Linked DNA regions of Zea mays: all the other regions are linked to region 1. The links are chromatin contacts, called in public Hi-C maps. All regions are on one chromosome and are shown on one strand. Each heading gives the region's core, a stretch centred on a gene start, on an enhancer-like site or on the middle of the called end of the contact. The rest is flanking DNA. Distances are from core to core; before and after follow the strand shown.

Region 1 (4,310 bases), core at 760-3,259:
CTGATTCGAGGTGTTTAGATATTTGATTTATTAGTTCTGCGGAGCACAAAAGGCTTTTGCCTACATGGTAGTAGATGATGTTATTTATGAACAGCAGCCCTCAACTCAAGTGATGCATTATGATATTATTATTATTATTATCGGGAGTTTTGGAGACACAATAATGTCGCTGGGTGTGGACGAACGAAGCCGTGCGTGCGTGCGTGCGCCGGGGGCAGAGCGGCAGCGGCACAGTGCGCGGGGCCTGCGCCCCCCCGTGCAGTTGAAAAGATAGGTGCCTGTAGTGGTTGCAGGGCTCATTCAGACAGCACTGGAGGGCATGCATGTTCTGTCAAGGCATCAGGGCTCCGCGCCTGGGAGATAGATCATCTCATCTACTCTACTACTAGTCTACTACCCAGGCAACTCAAAGCAATGCAAGAGAGCCTGTTTATTGTTGGGACTCGTACCCCGCCCAGCAGCTCTGCACATTTAACAATCCCACTCATGCTTTTGTTTCTTATTATTATTATTATTATTACAAAAAAAAAAGAAAATAGGCCGAACCTGCTGCCTGAAACCCGCATGCACCACCTGCAGGGGCCTCTATTTAATTTGCGCTGGTCTCGTACTTGACGTTGCGTCCTGCTGCTCCTTTGAGATTCCTGCTGGAAGATTGCGATCTCTGCCTTCTTTTCTTTTCTTCTTTTTTTTTAAAAAAAACAAAAGGCATCAGTTTGAGTACTTTTATTGGCTAAGTACGAAAACATTAACTCCCGGTCAAGAGAAAGGTGGTGTGTGTTTGTGCGTGCGTGCGTGTGTGTTTAATAAGGCCCAGCAGCCTCCCTGAGCTGGTCGTTTTATATGGCCAGTCAAGCGTTGCAGAGTAGTATATTGTCTATGCATTACTACTTGACTAAGCAGCCACTGAACTCTGCACAGGTCTACTTGGCCCTCAGAGTACACATTATTCACCGGCCAGTCGTCGTGCAAAGAGCACAGTTTCTGTTACCGCTGATGATTGGATGCCGTAATTAATAGCCGGTTCCCATTCCCGTCCAGATTTCCATCGCGATTCGCGAGGAAAAGCGTCCGTGTGTGTGTACACGCGCTTCAAACTGTTGGGCGCATGTACACGTACGTACGCTCGGACGTACCGATCCACTGTTGAGAGTGAAAACTGAATGGGGAGGGGGAGAGAGAGAAGAAAGAGAAAGAGACCAGTAGCAAGTAGTAGTAGATCGACGATCAGGCAGGCGGGCTACAGTGCTAACCTTCTCTCTCTCTATCTCTCTCTGGCCGTGCGTCGTCCTTGCAAGCCACACATGTGGTGAGATGACATCTACACGTGCGGTGGGGACGCCCGATGCTTTGTTAAACTCGGTGAAAGCCATGAGAGATGGCAGCGGGCGGTGTGGTGGTAGTAGTAGACAGCTGGGACAGTGACAAGCCTTGCGTGCAGTAAGATCTTCTGCGCCCTTACCTTAATTACCCCTCCTCCGCCTCCAGTTTTTACCGCGCGAACCCTAGTAAAATAACTCCCGCCAGTGTGCTCTCTCTCTCTCTCTACGACTATTTTTCACCCCTTCTTTCCCAGTTCCGTGCCTTGCACTTCGCCTTTTCAAAAAGCTTTTGCCATATGCAGTACACATGTGTTAATAGAGTAGTAACTTTCTTTTCTTTTGCAAACTGATTGAGATCCAAAGCAAGCAAGCAAGCAAGCTGTATGTACTTGCAAACAACACCCTTGGTAGCTATCCCCCTCCCGTGCCCGTGCCCGTGCCCGTGCCCTGCAATCCCCGACCCGGAGCAGCAGCCACCACCGGCGCGGCGTCCCGCGAGCCAGCACAGACGATCCCTCCCCATTCCCGCCCGCACTGCCCAGCACCAGGAGGAGCAGCTAGCCTATCCAACAGTGAAAAGCACACACGCGTTCCGGACTCCGGACTACGCCCGGCCCTCCCCTCCCCTCCCCCTCCTCCTGCGGTTTTTAGACAGGGGAGTGCGTGCGCCCGAGCGATCCGTCCATCTGACGGGAATGAGAGGGTGCGTGCGTGCGTGGGGGAGAGTGAGATGCCTGCCTCCCTGTAGCGTGTAGGAGTAGCTCTGGCCTCTTCCTCTACCTCCAGCCGTGCGGTTTTCTGCTGCGGAAGAAACGGGAGCAGTGTCGCTCGTCCCGCTCGCGCGCACATCCTCAACTCGTCTCCGTCTCTCCCGCGGCAACTGACGACGATGCCGTGCTCGTCGCCGGCCCCGACATGGCTGCTGCGAGTGTCGCCAGCGGCTGCCGCGGCCGACCAGGCCGCCGCCTCGTCCTCGTGCTCATCCAAGGGCGGAGGCCGCGTGCTCACGGCCGGTACCACCACCATGGACACGGCCGCCACCGCTGCCGCCGGCGGCAATGCCGCCGACCTCCAGGAGAGCAGCAGCAGCGGCCAGTCCCGGCTCGCGGCGCGCGGCCACTGGCGCCCAGCGGAGGACGCCAAGCTCCGTGAGCTCGTCGCGCTGTACGGGCCCCAGAACTGGAACCTCATCGCCGAGAAGCTGGACGGCAGATCCGGTACGCGCGTCCATCATCATCATCTTGCATTGTGGTAATCTCATCTGACTGACCTCAGCCTCAGGCTCAGCTGCACCGATCATCCATCCCCATACAAAGACACTGTATACATACATTTTAACAACAACAAGGTTTAGCTCCGCATGGCCTATTACTGCAATGCTTGCTGCGCAGGGAAGAGCTGCCGCCTCCGCTGGTTCAACCAGCTAGACCCCCGGATCAGCAAGCGCCCCTTCAGCGACGAGGAGGAGGAGCGCCTGATGGCTGCGCACCGCTTCTACGGCAACAAGTGGGCCATGATCGCGCGCCTCTTCCCCGGCCGCACGGACAACGCCGTGAAGAACCACTGGCACGTCATCATGGCGCGCAAGTACCGCGAGCAGTCCACGGCCTACCGCCGCCGCAAGCTCAACCAGGCAGTCCAGCGGAAGCTCGAGGCAGCCTCCGCCGCGGTCGCAATGCCGCCGGGCGCGGGCGCGGGAGACGTCGCCGTCGGCCAGCACCACCACCTGCTGGCCGCCGCCGCGGCGGCCCACGCCCACGACGCCGCCTACAGCTTCGCCGCGGACCCCTACGGCTTCGGCATCCGCCACCAATACTGCACCTTCCCGTTCCCGCCAGGCGCCGCTTCGGCTGAGGACCCGCCGCCGCCAACGCAAATACATCCCTTCTGCTTGTTCCCTGGTGAGCACTCCGGCAATCCCTACCCGGCCCGCCATTACCTGCTAGCACGACACCGCACTCGCACGCCACGGATGGGATGATGTATGTATGACAGGCGGGCCCCTGCTGGCACAGTAACTCCCGGCTGATTGTTGCCCCCCACCGAGTCCGGCCGGCAACACTGGCTAACAGACGAGCTCGAGAAGCTCGCGGAGCCCATCTATGAGCGAGTGCGACGGGGACTGGTCTAGTGTTCTCCTAGCCGCCAGTGATGGATCATGGATTTTCTTTTATTTTTACTGTGACCTAGCCGGGCTTTGTTTACAGTGTTCGTGTGACGAGACCTATCTATCTACCTGAGGGCTGAGGCTGAGGGGAGGGGCTAGCTGTACCTGTACGGTTGCGGCTGCTGCGTTTGCACTGTAGAGGGTGGAGGATGATCGATCGATCGAGGAGAGGAGTCCGCACGGTTCGGCACACAGTACATTCAGGCAGGCAGGCAGGCGCACAGCATCGATGAACCGTGATTCCATGATAGGGAGAGACACGGGGACGAATCAATGGAGGCCTCGATCGGGCGGTGCACTGCAGCACGGCCTCCGACCCGTCCGATCCCGCCGCAGCGTGGGTAGCCAGGCACGCACAGCCTTGCTCGCCACCGGCCCCTGGCGGGCGTAAATGCCTTTGCTTGAAATAGGAAGCCCTGCGGGCGAGATCTCGTCGGCATCGGAGACCAGACCAGGCACGCACAGGCCGCGCCGGCCGGGAAGACTTTGGACTTTGAGCACGGCGCCACAGTGGCGCGCACTGCATGTCGCACAGTGCCGCACACGCTCGCTCGCTGCCAAGAGGTGAGCAGAGCAGAGCAGCAGTGAGGGGCTTTAGATGACGTGCCAAGGCGATGCCCGCCATCAATGCGCGAGGGCGCTACCTGCCTGCCCCTTGTTGCTCACCTGCTGCTGTGCTGTGCCTTCTGTTCTCGCATACAACATATCTCCTGTGTGCTGTGCTGTGCTGTGCGTGCGTTTTCTTTTCTTGGAGGGTTCTGTTTGCTTCTTAATTCCCTGCTCAGCTGATTACTATTGGTTTCTTGATTGTGTGCCATCGC
Region 2 (4,310 bases), core at 580-3,079, 470 kb before region 1:
CTTAAGGTTCTTCTTCTGCGCCACAAATGTGTTAGCCCTGACAACATCCAGGGTGGTAACCCCAAAAAGCTTCTTGAGATTGTAGACGCCCTTCTGCTTCAAAACCTCTGCTGCGATTGGCACGGTGGAATTCACCGGGTTGCTGATGATATGGATGAACGCCTCGGGGCAATTGTCCGCGACAGCCTCAACAAGTGACTTGACGATGCTCGCGTTGATGTTAAAAAGGTCATCACGAGTCATGCCCGGCTTCCTTGGGACCCCGGCAGGGATGACAACAACATCCACGCCTTTCAAGCAGCTGGCTAACTCTGAGGGCCCAGTGAAGTCAAGTACCTGAGCGGGCGTGTTGCAGTGGCTGAGATCTGCAGCGACTCCCTTGACATTAGCAATATCATACAGATGCAGCTCGGACACCAGGGGAGACATCTTAATCAATAGGCCCAAGGGTTGACCGATGCCACCAGCAGCACCGAGCAGCGCCACCTTGTAAGATGCATGTGGCGATATCTGAGATCCAGACTTTGCCTTGGGCACAATCCTTGTAGTAACAGCCGCCCGAAGGGATGCGTTCCTACCCAAGAATGATGATTCAGAGCCAAAGCTCGGCACCTTTAAGCCAGCGTAGCTTGTGGCTCCAAGGTTCCTTGGCTTATGGATCAACCCAGCTTGGGTGCTAATTAGGCTGAAGGTAACGGTTGACGCCATGTCTGACTGCAGCCAAAAAAAAAAAACCATCAGGTACGATACTCAGGTGAGGTAACAGATTATAGACAGAGCGGTAGCTTAAAGAATCGGATTTAGAAGCAGTAATAACCAAGAATGAAACATGTATCACCACCAGGTGATCGATATAGAACAGGAGTTAAAAAGAGCTTTCTTCCAAGCATCAATAGATTAACTAGGGACACGCACGAATACTGGGAGTCGGAATATCAGATCCATCACGACCTTGAGTAACAGTGCATTAATATATGAAAAAAATGTTCGTGAGTCGGTCTGGCACGCAGTATATAACAACGCGAATCGTTCAACAGAATTGCTGAGTTCATTCATGGAGTATATATGGACAGAACTCAGAGCAGGCGTAGGTCTATTGCCTGACTTGCCAACTCTTGAGAAAATGAGGCCAACATTCCTATTTGCCATAACTAACCTATCGACCTACCCAGCTAGATCAAATTGCCTGCATAATCCGATAACCGTACAGAGTATGGAACGTAGTATCTACTGGGAATTCGACGGAGATGAATGAAGGCATGAAACCGAGCAGAAGCCAGGGAACGTGCAGATCTACACACGGCCCGAGGGAAGGAGCGGCGAAGAGGAAGAAGAAAAAAAAAAGCAGATCCCACCTGCAGCGACGGCGGCCGGGATCCAATCTAATCGAAGGAGAAGGGCAAGGCGAAGAGATGGGGCTTCGTTGGTAGGTGGGCTTACCCTTGCGTGCTCTCCTCGGCGGGGGCTTTTGACGGCTCCTTTACCTGGCTCTCCTGGGGCTCGTTGGGGCAGAGCCGCAGAGGGCAGGGCAGCGCGGGGCGGGAGGCTCGTGAGCAGCGGCAATGGCCAGCGGGCACGAAAAAGCGCTCGTCCTTGGCCCCCCTTCCTCGCCTTCGGTGGTATAGATACGGGGCAGGAGCGGCGGCGCGTTCGGTAGTTTTTCTATTGCGCCCGACGAACCGACGGAGACGGAGGCGGCGAGGGCGACTGCGGTGCGGCCTAGGAAACAACGGAGGGGGATTCCCGCCCGCCCGTGCGCGCGTGGACCCGGTCTATGGGGGTACGGACGCGAGCGCCTAGATTGTTTTTGGGAAGTTGCGGCTGTGCGAGTGGCGGCCCTGGTGCGCCGGGTGTTTGGACCGGGGAGTAGGTGAGGCGCGCCCGCGGCACGGCGGCAGGCGAGGAGCCGACGGGATTCGGGAATATCCCGCGACGCGACGTGGAGGCGCCGTGTAACGGTGGAACGCACGCAGGGGAACGCCGTTGTTTTTGGACACGTTTTTCTTTCCCCAGGCTCGCGAGCTGGTCGGGGTCGGCGCGGTGAGAGGAACGGCTCTCTGTCTCGTTCGTCGACCTCTTTGTTGCCACGTCTCTCCGTGTGCGACTGCGACTCTGCGAGCGGCCTGGGAAGGAGGAGGGGATGGCTGGGCCTCGGGCTTCATTCCATCCGACGAAGCAATGTGGCTGAGTGGGCCTGGCCCAGCCGTCCAGGCATAATCTAGTTGCATCTGGACTGGACATGTTTCTCTCGAATAATTTGTGTTTGAGCGCGGTTGTAATCGAGAGAGAGAATGATGGAACTACGACCGTTATTATTCATCGATCGTATACTTGTACGTTTTAAACAGTCGCTATGGGTCAGTTAGGACCTTGATCAAGTAGTTTTTTTCCCTGAGAAAATATATAGAATTTGATGAAGCCCGTGTTTCCAAACAAAGATTAGAATTTAATGTCAAATTAATAATAACAAAACAGTAGACAGTGAATGCATGCAAAACGATTCTATGGCGAGGTACTATAAATACAAAACGAACGTCGCGTTTATAGAAATTTGTCACACCGGATTTTAGGGTCCAAAAACTAGGCACGAAATAATTACTAAGTGTGCTATGATCAAGTCTTACACGTATGATGACTCATGATACAAAAACAAATGTCACATCTTTACTATATAATAGGAGTTCTATACAAAATAAATATTTACATCATACGAAGACATCGATCCAGCAACCATAGTTGATTGGGAGACGACGGTCTAGACCACTCACGTACTCATCACAGTATCCTTCACGCACCTCATCCTGTGGTACCTGTCCTTGACCTGGGGGATGTGAGTACAATAAGGGTGAGCTCACATACATTGATTACTCAACATGTTGTGGAGAATAATGTGCATGAAGTCACCAAAGGTGGGAGCTCATGTGAAGTATAAGGCTTACAAAAGGATATGGTTAAAGCTGAGCATTGCTTTTAAAGTTAGTCAAAATTTTATTAGCAGTTACTAAGTATAAGTAGATACTAACCCAATTAAGTAAGAGATCAAAATTAATAATAACACCCGCGATGCAATACATATGATAGATTAAGTTTAGTTCCATAAATTAATCATGCGAGAGTCCTGAGCTGTTCATGACCGTGACTCGTGAGCACGGCTGACATACCAGTTTTACACTCTGCAGAGGTTGCGCCCTTTACCTACAAGTCGTGTATCCCGTCAGCTAGGGTTAGCTGGACCCTTAGACACTTCTGAGGTGAATGGCTAGGGATCAACTACGAGGCCTTTACAAAGTTCCACTAGCTTCAGAAAACCCGCTACAGTTTCTATGGAGCGCAAGATAGGAATCCCTCATCCGAAAAGCCATCACAGCATGATCGACCCGAGAACCTCCCTATACCGACAACTCCCCTACTGCCCTTGCCCCTTTTGGGTAAGGTAGTCCTCCACTAGCTCTCCTAATTAGTCAGCCAAGGGCGTCCCATTCCACCCTTGTAGTGGCACGGATATCTCAAGTTAAGCTCCATATTCCAATTATCACAATGATCTTGTCATGAACAATAATTAAAACAATAGTATAACTGGAACATGGTCATAATGTAATATTAATCCCAAAATCAGGTAGAGCAATAGCAAAACTACCCAAAAGTTTAGTGGTAAACAAGGTGTGGGATAAACAAGTCTAGGGAAACCTATTAGGTCCCGTCAAATTAACCTGAGCATGTCAAAGTGATTAAGAGAAACATTATTGGGTAAAGAAAAGTGATAAAGGGCACAACTTGCCTGAGACTCGAGATTCCAGGTACCAGGATGATCTTCAGATTCTCGTGACCTCGCTGCTAATCGTAACAATACAAACAAACATGGTATACGCAAAATTAACATTACACCAAATATAAGAACATACTGTATAATAATATTCTACGTGATGCTACGAGATCGTGGGCTCAAGAACCACTAAATTCGGAGTTATGAAGATATGATTTTCCCAAGTTTTGTGAGGCTAAATACTGGTAATATACATATTCTTTGTCAATTAATGTTATTCCTATGGGGAGATATTTATTAGAAATAAATAGTCCCACCATAATCTAAGTTACTATTGAATCAAAACCAAGTTAAAATACCATACTTAGTTTTTTTAATTAAAATGATTAATCTATTTAAACATAGGTTAAATTATTATCCAATTATAAAAGTGGGGAATATGATGTAAATTAGTACTATACTGTTTGGACAATATTATTATGAATCTAATGCAATTGGAACGGATCGAATCAGAGCTAAAAAGATTAGTTATGTTTTTTCTAAGATT
Region 3 (4,310 bases), core at 1,230-3,729, 280 kb before region 1:
TGTACTGAAACACAAACGAAGCAACTGCCAACCCAGCTCAAGGGTTATGTGTCACAGCCGAGTCTTCAAATGTATGGCTGACGAGTGATTCAGAAGGTCTGTATACTGCTAGAAGCAATGTTTCCAACCTATTAGTTTAAACCCAGTCATCTAGTCATGAAAATGGAAGGAGGGTGTATGGATCTGTTGCTACTGCGAATTTGACATTTTTATTGCAGAGTATCTATTGCAATCAATTACCAATGTAGACTGATTTAGCTATGTAATTAATGAAAAATGGAAGAAGCAATACCAGTGCCAGAGAGGTATACAAAATATACTTGTAGTGTAAGTAGATGTTGTAATTAATGAAAGGTGTCCAAATCCCTGAAAAATTTTGACCACACATTGTTCAATTGAATAAATTTCAACAGAATTAGACTGGTTTAGTTGTGTAAGTAATGAAAAATGGAAGAAGCAATTGTCCCATGGTCAAATAACTGATGCAGACTGGTTTAGTTGTGTAAGTAATGAAAAATGGAAGAAGCAATTGTCCCATGGTCAAATAACTGATGCAGGTATGAATGCCAATTTGAACTGTTATTGTACTACAGTGCAGCAGCAATTGTCTCATCCTTATCCGATTTAGCAACTAAGAGCAAATAAGAAAGAAACTGCAATAATCCTATTCTTTTCTTTATCTGATTTGTCAAAAATGATAATGGAAGGGTCATCCTGATTAAGCTTTGGTTGCTCAATTTGACATTTCCATAGTTTAAGTACATCACGTGGTTTACAGTTCATTATGAAAAAGAATATCACAAACAACAATAATTAGCATAGAGCCATCAAAATTGTACAATAAAAAATAAGTTGCAACGAAGCACACCATTTCCTACTCATTGCTGGGCTGAATACTATTAAAAAACAATGGAAATGATCGCGCATGTGAACTGTATTATACTACAACAACAGAAAATGGAAGCACCAGTGCTTTACGTTTACCTCCTAGTTTGTAGGCATAACACATGTATCTTGCACTTGTGACTCAATCATCAGATCCAAATACAAATGCTCTTGTCCATAGCCGCCACCGTGGATCTAGCACCTAAATAACCGCCAGCCACAGCTTGGCCTCCCACCGTGGCGTCACACCTGAGCAGAACGAGGCCGCTACACAGGCTACAGCGTAGGAGTATGACCTCAGGAGGTGGTGGCCCCCGCAGCTGATTGTTGGTTCAAACTTATGAGGTCCGATGCAAGGATGCGGGGCGGATGGGATGGCTCGGGTCGGTAGTGGAAGAGGAGAAATCTGGGCATACAGCAGCAAGGAAGGCGGGGAGGCGGCCCAGTACTGCTCCTCCACGACGCGCTCTCGGCGGTCGCGCCAGTCGACCTCCGCGGTGGAGTGGCGCTCACAGGCCGCCTCTGCCTTGGAGTTCACGCACATCTTCTTTGGCATCTGGGTCCTGTCGTGCGACGGCTGGTGGCGTGGCGTGGGGCTGATGTGACGGCCGAATGGGTCGAAGGAACTGCAATCTGGACTCCGCTTTGCGTTTCAGGGGAATGGAGGGAGGCAAGAGCAAGAGCCGGCGGCGGCGCAGAGCCGAGGTGGAGGGAGAGGATATCGCCGACGAGGACCGAGATGGTGGGGCGGCTCGTGAGGGGATGGGGGTGGCGACACGCGCGAAGCCGAGGTGGAGGGAGAGGATCTCACCAATGAGACCAGGATGGGGCGGCGGCGTGTGCAAGGAGATGGGCTCGGGTGGTGATAGGGGAGCGGTTTCCACCTGCGCGATGGGAATGATAGAACCGAACCAGGAATGGGAATGGAAGAACGTGAATGGTAGGGAATGACAGAACAGGGAATGAGCAACCTACCCCTTACTAACTTAATAGTTGGTAGAGATTATGGACTGGAAAGCGGTTTAGAGTAATATATATACAGATTTATACATATAGCAGTGCGAAAGCTAAAGAGGAAAGCATAGGCATATGTTATGCAGGCAGTGCTCTAACTGTTTCGCAGGTAGTTTGATCTTTGTCTTGAGTGGAGACGGGGATGTTGCCTCTTTAGTATCTTGGCTCTCCATCGGAAACCACTGCAGATTGATGCGTATCTTGAAAATTTGAAGTTGTTTGATATGAATGTGACTTTTATTCTGTAATAATTGTACGGGGGAAAGATGAGGAGATGTGCAATTAGTATACCTAAGAATGTAACGTAGAAAGATCATTTCTCTTCATCAAAGTTTTCCGCGGCCTTTTGTGCTGTGCTAGGTCGAACTACCTGTTTGTAATGTTAGTTATACAGGTTAGCATAGAAGTACAACGCTGTGAACGGAAAATGCACCCAACACGTTTATAAATGCAGTTTTCTCCGTTTAACGGGGGCGTTCACGTTATGGGCCCCCTTTTCATGTTTCTGGGCAGATGAAAATTGGGCTTTTGGCAGGCTGAGCACCGTAGGGTTTGTTTCACTTGCCGCCGCCGCCGCCTCCCAGCTCTGCCTCCTCCAGCCCTCGCCCAGGGTCACGTGGCCTCTGGCGCTCGCTTCAAGCCCACCTATGCTATGCCTTCGACCGTGCTTGCCGGCTCGTCTCAGGCGCCGCCGCCGCCGCCGAGTCGCCCGGCTCCCGAGCTCGCCCTCCTCCACGCGCCTCCTGTCCTGTTCTGTCCTATCCTATCCTATGTCCCTGTAATGCCCCTTGGCCACGTCGAACTCCGCCGCGACGTTGAGGTCGCCAAGGCTTCATCTCCGACGAGACACCAGACACGGTAAGTCTATTTGGTTCATTCGATATTCCGTTATTCGATAATCTCCATAGAAATTCGTGACAAGGTTTTATATCCGCCCTACGGGCCGGCCACACAAACAGTATCACTAGTTACAGCAAAAAAAAAAAAACTCTTATGACTAGTTTAAGAACTCTATTTTATCAAGGGATTTTTATTTTTTTAATTTTTCTTAAGAAAATAGAAATCCCTAAAAAAAATGGGGTTCTCAAACTAGCCCTTAAAGCGAAATACTATTTGTCGGACTCCTGTCAAGATTACAGTCGTTTTCACAGTACCATTGCTTCAGTCTGTCCACCGTCAGTCATGACATCTGCATGTTAGATTTTGTGGTGTCTAAGATCAATTTCTAAGCCCCTAAAATACCAATCTGTACTTGAAAAAACCTCGATGATGAGTAGATCTATTCTACTGAGTTGTGTAGGTAGACATACCTTCGTTGTTGTTGTTCATGGTAGCAGCCATGGCAGTGGTGTCTTGCATCGTAGACCCGCCTCCTCCTGCTCCACCACCTTCCTGCGTGTTCTGGCGAGGTTTGGGTTCGCCGTCGCCAGTCGGCGGTGGATATCCTCTTCCAAGAGCACCTGCATGCGGCTCGGATCCCATGCCCGTTGGGGTGATCACGGAGCTCGACACCATAGATCACAACTCTTCCTGTCACTACGCACGCCTAGGTGATGGGGACCTGTGTGGATGTCGATTAGGGTTTGTGGTCGAGCGATTAGTGTTATCTAAGCTCGATGGCCCCTTAATCTATATATATGGTGTCGTGTGGCCGGGGCTGCAACCAACGGTTAGGATAGCCCCCGATCAAGGGTGCAGATAGACGGTTAGGATTAACTCTACCCTGGTTCCTGTTATCTGGCTCATGTAGAGGACACACCCTAACAATCTCTCCTTTGTTCTCGACATACCTTACACATAGAGACCGATGCGTGACAACGACCGATTAAGTATCGTTGTACTCATTGACTACAACATGCTCCCCTGCTTCATAATGAAAAGGTACTTTACTAGGTTTCAATTTATAGCCCCTATGATTTAAGATCATAGACACTCCCTTAAACCCATGTCGGCTATGTGTTGTGTAAACACGCTAGGTAGAGGCCTTTTGTGAGCGGATTCGCTAGCATCTGCTGGGTTCTAATATGCTCAACTTCAATGGTTTGATCCTAAATCTTCTCCCTAATAATATAAGACTTAATGTCAATATATTTGGCAGCGCCACTTGATTTATTGTTATAGGAGAAAAATACCGCTGGCTCATTATCGCAGTAAATTCTTAGTGGTATTTCTATGCTATCAACCACTATTAATCCGAGTATGAATTTCTTCATCCATATTGCCTGTCCAGTTGCCTCATACGTAGCTACAAACTCAACATGCATTGTTGACAATTCTCTCGTTGTATGTTTGCAACTCTTCCAAGAAATAGCCCCCTAGAAAGTGTAAATAGTGTAAATACATATCCTAAAATGGACTTCAGTGTATCTCTACAACCTCCCCAGTCAGCATCTGCATAACCAACTATTTGC

Evidence for each region. Hi-C and Micro-C count contacts between places; a contact is called where the count stands out from the background.
Region 2: a contact with region 1 is called in a Hi-C map of tassel, with 3 times the contacts expected there. The contact joins the promoter of LOC100193743 here to the promoter of LOC100273887 in region 1. A contact is called at or near these places in 3 of 25 Hi-C or Micro-C datasets (ear, leaf and tassel).
Region 3: a Hi-C map of leaf shows a contact between it and region 1, with 2.9 times the contacts expected there. The contact joins the enhancer-like site here to the promoter of LOC100273887 in region 1. A contact is called at or near these places in 5 of 25 Hi-C or Micro-C datasets (ear, leaf and tassel) and 1 of 3 datasets of contacts at active chromatin or transcription factors (leaf).

What each region holds. Positions count from the first base shown.
Region 1 is chr1:218,411,557-218,415,866 of Zm-B73-REFERENCE-NAM-5.0, forward strand. It overlaps LOC100273887, which reads left to right and starts at 2,010. Exons shown (of 3, transcript NM_001367343.1): 1 at 2,010-2,539; 2 at 2,714-3,223. The coding sequence starts at 2,212.
Region 2 is chr1:217,941,262-217,945,571 of Zm-B73-REFERENCE-NAM-5.0, forward strand. It overlaps LOC100193743 (Malate dehydrogenase), which reads right to left and starts at 1,830. Exons shown (of 2, transcript NM_001138830.1): 1 at 1,441-1,830; 2 at 1-714. The coding sequence starts at 708.
Region 3 is chr1:218,128,407-218,132,716 of Zm-B73-REFERENCE-NAM-5.0, forward strand. No RefSeq gene overlaps it. Among protein-coding and RNA genes, the nearest start is that of LOC100274073, 44 kb to the left of the region's middle. Within about 2 kb of position 2,480, at least 17 of the 20 cell types and tissues checked have an H3K27ac peak or open chromatin away from gene starts, as enhancers often do. A contact at or near this core is called in ear, leaf and tassel, where this site is marked.